3 separate regions of the Sus scrofa genome follow, and regions 1 and 3 are each linked to region 2. The links are chromatin contacts, called in public HiChIP or PLAC-seq and promoter capture Hi-C maps. All regions are on one chromosome and are shown on one strand. Each heading gives the region's core, a stretch centred on a gene start, on an enhancer-like site or on the middle of the called end of the contact. The rest is flanking DNA. Distances are from core to core; before and after follow the strand shown. Region 1 holds the start of EED (polycomb protein EED). Region 2 holds the start of DLG2 (disks large homolog 2). Region 3 holds the start of ME3 (malic enzyme 3).

Evidence for each region. Promoter capture Hi-C pulls out the DNA fragments that hold promoters and counts their contacts. HiChIP or PLAC-seq counts read pairs in DNA pulled down with a chosen protein or histone mark.
Region 1: a promoter capture Hi-C map of liver shows a contact between it and region 2, with 8 times the contacts expected there. The contact joins the promoter of EED here to the promoter of DLG2 in region 2. A contact is called at or near these places in 1 of 5 promoter capture datasets (liver), 1 of 47 Hi-C or Micro-C datasets (heart right ventricle) and 1 of 2 datasets of contacts at active chromatin or transcription factors (alveolar macrophages).
Region 3: an H3K27ac HiChIP or PLAC-seq map of alveolar macrophages shows a contact between it and region 2. The contact joins the promoter of ME3 here to the promoter of DLG2 in region 2. A contact is called at or near these places in 1 of 5 promoter capture datasets (fetal liver) and 1 of 2 datasets of contacts at active chromatin or transcription factors (alveolar macrophages).

The regions. Positions count from the first base shown.
Region 1 is chr9:20,119,976-20,124,456 of Sscrofa11.1, forward strand. EED (polycomb protein EED) reads left to right here and starts at 3,102. Exons shown (of 12, transcript XM_013979229.2): 1 at 3,102-4,477. The coding sequence starts at 4,364.
Region 2 is chr9:19,544,794-19,549,295 of Sscrofa11.1, forward strand. DLG2 (disks large homolog 2) reads right to left here and starts at 2,624. Exons shown (of 27, transcript XM_021102307.1): 1 at 906-2,624. The coding sequence starts at 924. It overlaps TMEM126B (transmembrane protein 126B), which reads left to right and starts at 2,871. Exons shown (of 6, transcript NM_001243600.1): 1 at 2,871-2,962. The coding sequence starts at 2,882.
Region 3 is chr9:20,485,722-20,490,304 of Sscrofa11.1, forward strand. ME3 (malic enzyme 3) reads right to left here and starts at 3,294. Exons shown (of 16, transcript NM_001244258.1): 1 at 3,236-3,294; 2 at 2,735-2,932. The coding sequence starts at 2,917.

The sequences.
Region 1 (4,481 bases), core at 1,852-4,351, 580 kb after region 2:
ACAAAAAATGTTGAATGAATGAGAAATAGACTTCAACTGAAATGGTGTTTAATTTAGCTTTTGAAACTCATTTCCTGATATGAAGCTTACAAGATACTAGAAGACAATACCAAGGGTGGCAGTGAATTTTCTTCTTTATAAATAGATGATCTTTGAAAGTTTTCCAACACAGATCAACTGAAAGCGTTCCAATATAGACTTATTTGAAGGCTAAGGGATGTTTCTGGCTAGAGTTATTAACTGTTTAATATAAGGTAGATTTTTTAAATTTAATATTTATATTTAACTTTTTTTGGCTGTATCTGCAGTATGCGGAAGTTCCCAGGCCAGGGACTGAACTCAAGCCACAGCAGTGACCTAACCAGATCCATAATCTGCTGCGCCACAAGAGAACTCCAGATTTTTTTTAAAATAAGGTTTTTTGTAGGGGATTATTTTACAGAAAAGTTGCAACATTTCTCTCATTAACATCTTACATTACCATGGTACATTTGTCAAAATTAAGAAATTGAAACACATGACTATTAATTCCAGACTGTATTTGTATTTTCCCAGTTTCCCCAGTTAGGTGCTCTTTCTGTCTCAAGTAATACAGGTTTTTCATGTTCTTCAGTGGTGTTTAAAAGATTGAGTGTTCCAAATATCAAGCTCTGTGAACAGAAATACATAAATCCCGGTCCTTCATCCTGATGCAAAAGTACTTTCTAATCAATCAGACTTGAACATGATCCTTAGCTCTGCCACTGTGAAGAGCTGTGTGTTTGGGGGCAACACGTTTAATTACACTAAGCCATTGCGTCCACATTTGTAAAATGCAGGTTGTAAGACCACTCCAACTGTGATGGTTCCTGAAATTATTCACAGTAAAAGAATTCAATGCTAACAAACTTATAATTTTTAAGATTTTTAATAGGTAACTATACTGAAACTAATAACATAAAAATAGCACTCTAATTAGCATACCATATGGTAAATCAGAAGAGGGCTCAAAGGAGCTTGACTAAAGACAAACTGTAGTGAGGCTCCTCTGAGCCCTGTTCTCAACTAGTCCTTATCCTTCCGCCTGCCTAGTTCAGATGTAGCAACAATTCTGTGAAATCAGTTTAGAAAGAATCCTCCCTCCATTCTTGATATCTGATAACCTTGGCAAGTCAGTTTAGGAAGAACTCCACCCCACCCTCCACCCCAAAAAACCACACACAAAATTTTTTAAGTTAAAAAATTTTAAAAATAATTATAAAAAGACAAACAAATGAAGAATGTCCCTACCCTTCATGTCTCCTCTAGTAAATTTCCATCCACTAAGCCCCCATAGGGGAGGAATGTCTTCCTCTACCCTCCCAGAATTGACAGCAGGGCCTATAGAATAAACTGAAAACAGCCAAATTAACAGGAAAAAGGTATACAAATTGACTCATTTTTAGTATTATATGCACAGGGCCATTGAGGGGGAAAAAATGAATATCCCCCAAAAGCAATAATCTTTGATAGCTGATACCATCTCAACAGGAGAAGGGGTAAGGGGACATATGCTGCTTAGGGGAGAGTAAGTCATTTTTTGGAAAGATGAATGAGCCCTTCGAATAGATGGGAGATGATGGCAGTTCATGACAAAGTTTGTCTGAGGGTGGTGTCAACTTCTGACTTGTAACTTCCTCTTCTGTGATAAGAGCCAACCTTTCCCTGGCTGACCCAACCCCTGGGGAAGGGATTCGTGACAGTTCAGTTCCTTTTGGAGGATCTGTCTTTAGGGAGATGAGTGGGACTCAAAGAAATCTGTTTTTCAAGTACCTTCAGCTCAAAATAATATACCAAAGCAGCATATTGCATGTGGCATGTCCTGCACTCCGTCCCCACCCCTACCCACCACTCCGCTCCATGATTATAAATCTCCACCTAATCCTGCTGTATTCAGAGTTGAGCCCAATTTCTTTCTCCTCCTGTGACGGTCTTGACACTTATTACAACAGTCCTAAATGAAGTTCTTTTCTGTTCTCACAAGTGTCAGAATAATTTTTGTCTTTTTAGGGTCGCACCCGTGGCATATGGAGGTTCCCAGGCTAGGGGTCAAATCAGAGCTGCAGCCGCTGGCCTACACCACAGCCACAACAACACCACATCTGAGCCTCACCTGTGACCTATACCACAGCTCATGGCAACACCGGATCTTTAACCCACTGAGTGAGGCCAGGTATCACACCTGCATCCTCATGGATACTAGTCAGATTCATTTCCTACTGAGCCACAAGGGGAACTCCAGAATAATTTTTAACATTAGCAATAATGAATAAAACCAATTTCCATATATTATCCCTGACTCATCAGACACATTTAAAAGATATCTCTCCAAGTTTTAATAAAACTCTTTAAAAATATTTTCGCGTTTTGGGTAACATGAAGGCCGAAAGGCATTTTCCTTCCATATGTGTCCTTTACCCAAATGTTCAGCAATTTTCTAATTTTATGACTATAAGTGATTTCCACTTTCCAGCTCCCATTGATTCCCAAATACACAGAGTAATTTGGATTAGAAATGCCTTAGCTCATTATCCTTTTTTTTTTTTGGTAGAGCTATATTTCATAAACATCCTTCTCAAGAGACAAGCGGGGTATGTTTGTTTCTGCGCATGAAAATGTCATGCCAAACCACATCTTAGTTTCTCAGTGGTTGACTCTATACCAGTTTCATCTCTCTCTCTCTCACCAACTGAGTGCTTAGTAGTGCCTGGAATGTTAGGATTTCAACAAATAAATGCAATTACTATTATTAAGATATGGACTTTAATTTTTCAGCCTCATTTTTGTCTTCATTGCAAAAAAAAAAACTTATTCTGCCTTGCTTTTTGCTTTACCTTTTCTCATTCTCAACAGAATCCTCTCCCTATCTCCAAAAGAAAGAGTGATTTGCAATCCGCAGTTAATGAAACAGATAATATTCTCTATGTTAAAGCATCATGCAAAAGTAGTTCAAGTACACTAGAATTTAATAGATGGGGCACTCTCAACTGTTTATCCAACAGGCTATGTAATGAGGTTTAAAAGAGGAAAAAACATATAATATCACGCACCTTTCTTTTTTTTTTTTCTTTGTTGTTCAGTTATGTGGCTTAATGACCCATCTAACAAATTCACCAGGATCACCAATTTATTTAGCATCTGTCAAGCGCCCAGATTTTGATGAAATCTAACAGTTTTGTGGCCTGCACCTAAAATTTTATTGTATCGGATTTGCCGTCACTTAAGTCTCACAGTTTCAAACAAAGTTGGAGATGACCATTGATTTTTGGGCCTTGGCATTGTCCAGGGCCTTGATAACCCTTTAACAGTTAAAGGAGTACTTTGAGCTGTAACTCACTGGAGTCTAGGATATTATAGTTTTAGGATATTCTTACTTAAACTCTTCTCAATAGTAGCACCAATTGGACGAGGATAATCATTCATCGTAATAAATATTCACCAGAATAAATATTCATCAAAAAAAATTATGACGCATTCAGGGACTACGATTTGGTACCGCTTTGAAATCCATCTTAGGCTACGGAAACCCGGTGGAAGACTACCTGGTTCAGCAAAGACTTCGAAGAGGCGGGGCTTGGAGGAGGCGGGTCCGGACAACCAAGCGCGAGAATACGCCCCAGCGCATGCGCACCTATGAGCGGGTAACTTCCATTTGTTAGGCAGGGGAGGCAAGTGAGAAACAGTCTACAGTTTTAAATTTCTATTCTCACCCGAAAATGAGATTGTGAACAGGTCCATGAACAATTTGAGAGCGTTAGCCTCTGAGGTTAAGGTTATGGACACTTGCCATATACCCCTAAATCAAGAGGTGACTTCTCATCTCTTCCCCCGTCCCCTAGGATATTGGTGGTCTAGTCCATTCCACAGACTTTCGAGTCCTTGCAGCGGGTCGGGGATCGAAGGATTGGGCCAATTGCGACTGAAACGTCTTTGGAAAGAGGAAGGGGGTGAGGGGGCATCCTTCTGAGTTCCGCCTCTCTTTTTTCGACGCGGTCGTGGGGAAGGGGAACGTACGAAATACTGCCCTTGAAAGCCAACGGATCACACCTCTCCGTGCAAACTGCCGGGAGGGCGGCGGGAAAAGGGCAAGACGGGAGTGGGTAAAGGGAAGGATCCAGGAAGCCGCGCGGGAGGGCGCGCGCGCGCGCGCCCCTTTTTCAGCAGTGTGGCGGGGTCGCACGCACGCCCGCCTCGGCGGCTGGGCGCGGTTTGCGACAGTGGGGGGAGCGGTGGAGGTGGCGGCGGCAGTGGCAACTTTGCGGCAAGCTCCGGCCGGGCTTGCTTGACGGCGGTGTGGCGGAGGCCCCGCCCTAGGCGGCAGGAACCTGGAGGGAGGCGGAGGAATATGTCCGAGAGGGAAGTGTCGACAGCGCCGGCGGGAACAGACATGCCTGCGGCCAAGAAGCAGAAGCTGAGCAGCGACGAGAACAGCAACCCGGACCTCTCTGGAGACGAGAATGTGA
Region 2 (4,502 bases), core at 1,374-3,873:
TTCAAAACTCTTAAAGAAAAAAAGGAAAAACTCTTTTATAGTTGATCTAATCTTCTATACCATGTCAGAAAAACAAACTGGGTTCACTAAAATCCTTAGCAACAAAGCTCACCTGGGATAGATCTAGGCCAAAGTGAACCCAAGGTGCAACCTATAATAAACTATACAGGAACCCACTGGATCTTGATCAGCTGGAGGGGTGGGGAGTCAGGGGTTTACCTCATTTGGGGAATTTGCCAATCATGTTATTGGATAATGCACACATCTGGAAAAGCACAAGTTAACCAAAGGTGTGCTTTATCACAAAAGTGTAGATTTACACTAGAATAAACCCAAACATGAAATCTCTTTTTAATCAAAAGATAAATAATAACTCTAGAACTGTGTTCAGTTCAAAAAAACTTCTTTTACAACTATGTGATTCGCTTGATATTAAATCCATGAGAAAGAACTGCACTGTTTCTTTTTTAAAGATCTTGTAAAAGTAACTTTTAGCAAGCTAAGAAAAACAAAAATAAAAAAAAGCTAAAGCATAAATCTACTCATGTCGCAACAAAAATAAAACTGTAACTGCATTATAATCTAAGATGACTGATTGCTGAAAAAAAAAAAAAAAAAAAAAAAAGAAAATCCCCAATTTGTGCTATCAAATTCAAGCTGATTATAAATGGTGATTTAGACCACCTGACTTACGAAAACACAAATGTCTATAATTAAACACTACAGTCCTGCTTCATTTTCACTTAGCAAAATATTACCAAATCATGAACCACAGAAAAGACATTATTACAATAACTATATCCCAAGCAAAATTTTACTCTCAAACGGAACACAATTTGAACTGCAAATACCAGAACCAAGAAAAAGGAGAAGCATATTATTATATAGGAAGCCTCTTAGCCCACCTCTCTTCTTGACTGGCATTCTTGGGTCTTTCGAAGGCCACAGGAGTCAGGATCTCTTTTCAGGTATCAACTTGATCCAGCTGGATGGAGGCCAAGAGCCAGGTAACTGTTGCAAACCACTTTACTGTTGGAAATCCAGGCTGTCTTCTCTTTCAAATAAGGAAAAAATGATGTATTCTTCCCACAAACTTTGACACTGCTGCCCACAGAGTTTAAAGAAAAATAGCTTTTGAGTTTTTCGGTGTTTATAAAATGTTTATTTTGTTTAAAAAGAAAATTATTGTCAGCGTAGAAAACATTATTAAAACTCCTCTTCAGGCAGCAACATTTTGGAAGTTCAATGACTAACTCAATTAAGGCACAAACCAAATTTACACAGCTGTCTCATTACTTAATACATGCTCAAATTCAAAAATGAACTCAATTCTTTAGAGAAAAACGTAAAACCCTCACACCCCCTCCAAAAAAAATGCTTTAAAAACCTCTTTTTAGACTCTAGCCTCTAAAAAGGTGGGTGAGTTTCGACAGTTTTCTGGGGCAGAAGACAGACTGAAAGGCCCCCCCCCCCTTCTGTTTACTGGACCACAAGTTCGGGATCTCACCCCCTCAGTAAGACAGAATCCAGCTTGCTGTCACTTTCATTTTTTTCTTCTGTGCTCTCCAAGCCCCTCAGGCTTGATCCTTAATGCCCCTCTGATTCTGATCCTCCCATGTATTAACCGAGAGGATTGAATAGAAGGAAAGCAATCCCTTGGCATGGAGACATTAAAGTGACAGTGCTACTCAATGGGCACTTGATGCAGGATGAGTTGGCGAAGATTTCTTCACACTGGAGTCATTCACATCATGCCATCTCTTCGCATCCAAGCAGCTCCCTGTCCGGCGAGGAAAAACACTGAGACTGTTCGAGGCAAGTCAAACCTTCCCCCAAAGGTGTTTTCTGAGACGCTGTAGTAGTAATAGGCATGTGAGCATAAGCTGTGCAAACGGTTCGCGGTTTCCTAAATGAGAGAGTTCGGCTGCTTGGCTTCCACATCCACCCTTTTTCTTTCAGTCTCTCTCCAAACTACCCACCTTGCTTTTGCAGAGAAGACAAGGAATCTCTCTGCTACCGCTGGCCACCCCTGCCCACACCCCGTTCTCATATAGAAGAGCACAAATGTCCTGCACCCTCCACGCGATGAAGTGTTTCCTCAGGCAGGAGAAACAGCAGCACTAGCAATTATATAACTCTCGAATTTGGCTTCTCTAAGACGTGGAGACTGGAGGGTCGGGGGCTGCTGGTCGGGAGATACTGCTGGCCACTGAACGTGCACAAAAGGGCGCCAGGCCTCCTTACAGCAGCGCCCCCCGCCCCGAAACATCGGCTGGCAAAGGGGGGGGGGTCTTCTCGGAGAGCCGGGGGGAGGGGTACAAATTTCTCTGTGGTCCCTTTCCAAGCGGGGTGAAAGGATGGAATATGAGGGAACTAAAAACTGAGGTGGAGAGTCTGAAGGCTGTGAGGACGAAGCTGGTCGGGGCTGCTCTGGCTGCCGGCTGGGGGTTATAGGGAGGAGGTGCCCGTGAAGCCTCAACACAAGGACCAGGCCAGAGGGGGAGCACCCTGAAGGAGTGAAAGGGGCGGGCAGCTCAGCCACAGCTAACGGAGGTGCCCTAAGGAGGGGAAAACGCGCAGCAAAATCCCTACGCTCGGACCGCCCCTTTGGGATGCTAGAATAGGGAGTTGGGCTAACAAATAGCTGGAGAAGGGAATGCGGGCGGGGAGGGGGGCGGGCCCACGGGCGTCTGGACCTCCTGGAAGCCAATGAGCGGCCCTAATTTCTGGATGCCGCGCCCAATCGCAACCAGGATGGAGGGCGCGGCTTTTGACTGGGTCGGGGCGGGCTGGGGCTGCAGGCGAGAGGCGTGAGCCGGCACCACTTCCCGCCCCGGGGGTTCTGGGTCCCCGCCCACCGCTGGTCACGTGAATCGCCAAAATGGCGGCGCTCGGACGTGGGGTTGGGGCTGACCTGGGAGCTGCAGAAGTGGGGCCTGTGGAAGCCGGAGAAGCGCCCAAGGTAGGTGGAAACCGAAGGTGGTATGCGCGGTGGCTTCTGCACCCTCACAGTGTTGGCAAACTTCTGAAATGATGCGTATAAAGGGGATTTGAAAGTCTAAAGAGAACAGCTCCGAAGTCCATACACGGCTCGGTTAAGTGCCCAGTTGCTTTGGAAAGAAGCGGAGAGAAAGTAGACTTGAAGTTTCTTCCTAATTGATGCTGTCTGTTTTCTCTTGCCTCGGTGCCTTTGCACCGGCCTTTCCCTCAGCTTGAAACACCTCCCTGCACCTATTTCCACTAGCCCCACCCCCCCCTCCAGATTTTCCTCTTTCGGATATTAGTTTAAATGCCACTTCCTCCGGGAAACCTACTCACACTTTTCCGTGGCTTGGTTCGGTTTGGCTTTTCTTATGTGTTTTGTTTTGTTGATGACACACGTTCTGCGTTTAAGTTCCCGGCCCTGTTGTCCTGACCTTTGCCTGGGTTTTGGGTTCTGAGAATACGATCACATCTTGCTTAACCGGGGGACTGTCAAATACCAGGTGAATGTTGAGTAAAGGATGAGTAAATTTTAAATAAAATTCTAATAAACCCACTATAAAGCCATAAAGTACTTTAGAAGATAAACCTACACACAGGCACTGTTACTGGTACAATCGTGGTGACCAGTTGAGTGGCCTTGCACTGGTTAACTTTTAGATAAAAAGTTGTTTATAGCGAAATCTTTGCATTTCAATACTTGTAAAAAGTGTATTAGAAAGTTACCAGTATATTTCTCTGCTTTAATAACAGTGCCTTCCCAAAACCAGGCACTCAATAAATGTTTGCTGTCCTGTTTCAGTATTTTAGGATCATAATCCTGGTTGTCTGTGTTCCCTAGATACTGAGAGCATAGACAGTGTAGATTGGTACAAGTCATTGCCTGGAAGTTTTCTTTGTGAGGGATGAGAGACTTCAGTGAACTGGATACCAGCAAAACAAAAATTTATCCAAAGTTTCTGGTTAATTATGTTACTGACATCTGCCTTAGATATTGCTGTAATCTTCATTCCCATTTACCATTTAGATGTCAGAGGCAAAAGATTACATCTAGTCCCTGAGAAACTGTGATTTGTACAATATTTTCCTTTTCTTTTTCTGTCCTCCCCCATTACTATTCATTGTGTAATACCAAAAGAAAGTTCAGAGGAGGAGTGCCCCACTGTGCACAGCAGAAACGAATCCAACTAGGAACCATGAGGTTGCGGGTTTGATCCCTGGTCTTGCTTAGTGGCTTAAGGATCCAGGTTGCTGTGAGCTGTGGTGTAGGTTGCAGACACTGCTCGATCTGGCGTTGCTGCAGCTGTGGTGTAGGCGGGCAGCTGTAGCTCCAATTCGACCCCTAGCTGGGAACCTCCATATGCCTCGGGTGTGGCCCTCAAAAGACAAAAAGACCAAAAAAAAAAAAAAAGCAAGAAAGTTCAGAGCCCATACCTTCAGGATGTTGATGCCATAGATGAACTGGCCTTTCATGATTAGGGTTAGGATTGGTACATATTATTTATTCAGCCAAATCAGTG
Region 3 (4,583 bases), core at 2,044-4,543, 940 kb after region 2:
GTGATGCGACGTGGGAAGAAGGGCTCATGAGATGCACCACCCATCACAGGGCGAGATTATGGCAGAGCTGGAACCAGACCCTGACAAGCGCAATAGCAGTGATGCTCGCCTGTTCAGTCGCTCTTCTATCCCTGACTACCCTCTGCCCTCAAACTTCAACTAAATGCCCCTCCTGACCTGTCAAAAGCAGGAGGTAGACCAGGTGAACATGTTCAAAAAATGTGGCATTACTTTGCACAGTCATGCCCTTAGCAGATCTTTCAGGAACTACCCAGTGCCAGCCACACATGCGAGAAACTCAGTCCCAGCCTGGGAGGACCTCAGAGTCAAGCAGGAAAAAACCAACCCACAGACCCGCCCACTAGGCGCAGCTCCCTTCAAAGCTGCCCCTCTCTTGTTTTCTCAGTGACAACCTCAGTGGTTCTGTCTAACTCAGCAAGTCTCCCCATCTGGCTGATGGAAAGTGCCAAGCTTCAGGCCTTCCCTGGGGACTCTCTGAGCACCTGAGGTCAGCAGGAGGGTGGCACTCCAGTGGGAAGTGAGGGGCAGCCCCCAGGCAGGGCTGTTCCCTCCACTGTTTCCCCTCCCTCCTCAAGGGTGAATGGGGGAGGCCAACTCAGCATCACCCCAGATATCCCCTCTCCCTGACAAGCATCAGCTGACCTCAGGGATATACAAAAAAATCTTTAACGTCATGACAAGGTCAGGTCCCCTAGATTTATGGGCAGTGTCCGTTTGTACTATTTAGGAGGAGAAATTTTCCATCAAGGACAAGGGACAAGGGCTTTTAGGGAACCATAAACCTAGGGTAGAAAAGACAAAGCTTTCAAGGCCCTCTTTTACTTTTTAACTACTCATAGAGCATTAAGTGCCAATACTTCTAAAGCAATTAGAACAATCAGAGTCTGTGGTGGGGCTTCATTATTTTGCTTTCCAGCGTCCATTCCTCCTGCCTCCGATAACAAATACAGATTTACTTGGGGAAGGGGGATGAACCACATCCCCTTTATTCTAAACCAGGTGGAATGGGTGCCCCTAACCTAAACACTATCTTTCAATCCAGGGGGGAGCCCTGATGGCTTAAGTGATGGTGGTCGGTTTGGAGAATGGATGGAAAGGAATCCAATCAGAGTCCATGAGACAGAAAGAATATTTTTCTGAGACCTCAGAGAAAGTGTCCCTTTTCTTCCACAAGGGTTATCAGAAGAACGTGTCCTTCTATCCCTGGATGGTGTGGGGTGAGAAAAAGTGAAGGGGACTGTGGCAGCATGGAGGTGAAAGACTCTCCTGGATGGAGCATGAGGATGAAGCTGAGTAGAGAGCCAGAGAGAATGTGCATCCTGAGAGATGCCACCCAGACTGCTGAGTCAAACTCACCTGCAACCCCTCCTTCCTCTAAATAGTGAGTTGAAGAAGGCTTTTATTGGCTAAGCCAGTTTGAGTTCATTTTGCTAACACTTTTACCAAAGCAAATTTAAATTCATAAAACACCCCACCCATTCCAAAGTTGTAATATACATAGGATTTAGGGTTCCTTTTTTGGGAGGAAGCAGGGGGCACTGTGTGATAGGTGGAGGTTGAGAGAAAAAAATTCCTTTCTCAGCCTCTTCTATTAATTCTGCAGGAAACAGTCACATACTGAACATTGACATAATTGTCCCTATTTCTCAAAAACACCTTTTCCACAAGAACTTCCGCCCTTGACTTTCACAATCCTAATTCAAAGAAATTATTACAGTTCTTATTTTGTAGTAATTATTTATTTACCAAGCACTTTATATAGTTTAAAATATGATTTCAAATTCAGTAATTCATTTGACTGTCATAATAACTGAATGTGGTAGGAATGGTGGGTTTGTCTAACATCCACCTTAAGCAACAGAAAGTGGCACTCAGAGAAATTGAGATGCCCAAGCTAACTTGAGGAGGTGCCCGGAGACAGGCGTCAAGTCTCTGGCTTCCTGGGTTTTTAACACCCGTGATACTAAACTTGACTCTCAGGAACAAACGTGTGTGCTCTTAGGCACTGCTAACAAGCAGTGAGCTGAACTTGACCCAAGCACCAGAGATCCAGCCCCAGATTTCAGCGGCAGAGCCAAAACTAGCTGGTGACCTTGGGCAAGTTCCCTTTGTCTTGTTTTCTCATTTGTAAAAGGAGAGGTTTGAATTAGCATATCTGATGCCCCTTCAAGGTCTAAACGTTCTTATAATTCTAGACTTTTTGGTCTCTGCTCAAATCAACCTTTTTCTCAGAATAATTACAATTTTAGCTGACATGTGCTCCCACGGGGTGTCAGATACTGTGCTAAGGACTCTGCCTCCATTTTCTCTTGAAAGCTCACAATGCTGCTGAGACAACTGCTTCCGCTTTTACGGAGGGGGAACTTGGCCTGACAGTGATTAAATGAACTGCCCAAGAGCAACAGAATCACTAAGCATCAAGGGGAGATCCGACCCCACGTCGGACTGGTCATGAGGACCTTAACCCCGTCTGTATGTTTGAAGAAATTGGGCTCCCTGCGTTACTGATCACCTCTTTCCAGGGAGAAGAGGAGTGGTTAAAAAATAAAGGAAGAAATACAAGCCAAACCGAGTTACTGCAAGCTTCCCCCGGCAAAAATGGAAAGCCACTGGAAGGGCGGCTGGGAGGATCCTTCCCGGGCCCAGGGGGCGGGGCGCCCTCCGGCCGGCGCTGGATAGCGGCTTGGGCCATCCCACCCTCCGGGACCGTTACCTTGTTGAGATGCGGATTCCTGGTGACATCGTATCCGCGCTTCTTCAGGGGCACAGGACGCGGCAGGCCCGTCTTGGAGTGGCAGCCTCGGGCGGGCGCGGGGGGTGCCCAGCGCCGGACGGCGCCGCAGGCCTGGCGGGGCAGGAGAGCCACCCGCGCGCCGCTGCCCAGCGACGCACCCATGGTCCTTGCGCAGACCTGCCACGGGGAGAAACCAAGGTCAGGGGCGCCGCCCGGCCAGCCGGGACCTACGCGCGTCGAGGGGCACAGAGTCTCAGCCAGGGATGCGTCCGCAGGGTTCAAGCCGCGCAGCCCCTGCCCCTCCCCCGCGGCCACCTGCGCGACTCCCTCCCGGCGCTTGCGGCGCGCAGGCCTCGCCAAGCCCCGGGCAAAGCGAAAGCAAGCTCAGGAAGTAGATCCCGTGCGGGCAATAGCCCGCGCCACCTCTGCCCCAGTCCCCGAGAGAAAAAGCGGCGACTGCGCGGCAAGGATTCCCCGCACCTCCAATCCCGATCGGTGGCGGTGGCGCGCCTGGGTCTCTGGCTTCCCCAGCCCACCTGTGCTGCGCCCGGAGCTGAGTCTACGCGACCCGGCTGCGGGGCAGGCGGGGCGAGGCGCTGCGGGGCCGTTTCCCTCCTGCCAATGAATGTACCGCGCCCGAGGCCGCGAGAGCGCGAGGCTGGTGCTTTATGGAAAGAGAGGTCCGGAAACCTTTGTTCGCAATGCGGGGTTTCCCTCAGGGTGCGCGTGGAGAGCCTCACAGCTAGGTGCAGTGCCTCCGCGGTGCCAAAATGAACCTCAGGATGCCACCCCTCCAACTCCCAACCTCTCCACTTGACAAGCCAAATGCACAGAGGGGGCTTGGCATTTAGGGGTCAATAACCCCTTTTACAATCCCACCCTTTGGAGAAGGCCCTGGCTTCTGGGTAAGGAGTAGAAACCGTCAGGCACCCAGGGCTTAGTGTTGTGTTGTGTTGTCAGGTTCAATAGCCATTAGCCACTCGCGTCTCTATATATTTACCCAAGTCCATTTAAATGGAATAAAATTTAAACTCCACGTCCTCAGTTAAACCAGCAACAAAGCAGGTACTCGAGATCCACCTGAGCTTTGGGTTAGGCCAGCACAGGTGTGGAACATTTCTATCCTTACTGAAAGTTCTATGGGACATCAATGATATAGGGTCCACAGTCCTGGGGACCCCAGGAGCATGACATGGGTTGTTGGGACCAGGCAAGAACCTTGGAGTCCATCTAATCCTGAACCTAATTTTACACTTTTTCCACACAGTAGCCAGGAAATTCCTATTAAAGCAAACATTTAATTGCATGTGGAATAAAATCCAAATTCTTTTTGGGGTCTGCTAGTTATCCCATAGCCTGGTCCCTGCCAACTTCTTCAGGCTCATCCCACTCCAGTCTCCCTCTCACTGATCTCTAGCCACGCTTGCCCCTTTCTGTGTTTCCACCCCAACCACAACTCTCTCAGCTCAGGGCCTTTGCACTTGCTATTGCCTCTGTTTGGCACACTCCGCCCATGCTCTCAGATCTCCACTAAGTTGTCAGCTTGAAGGTTTTTCCTCCACCCAGTCCAATGTCAGCCTCCACTAGGGATTATGTGGTGAAGGACTTTTCTGTTTGCAAAACTCAACACAACCAGTAATCGGCTCATTTTCTAATCATTGTTGACTGTCTCCCCCTAAAATGTAAGCATCATGAGGAAAGTCTCTTTGCTTGTAAACCCCTGTATCCTCACTCTCTAGCTTAATGACTGGTACATAGTTGCACAATAAATAGATGTTGGGTGAATGAAGGAAATGACAGCCACTTTCATAAGGACTATGAACCCTCA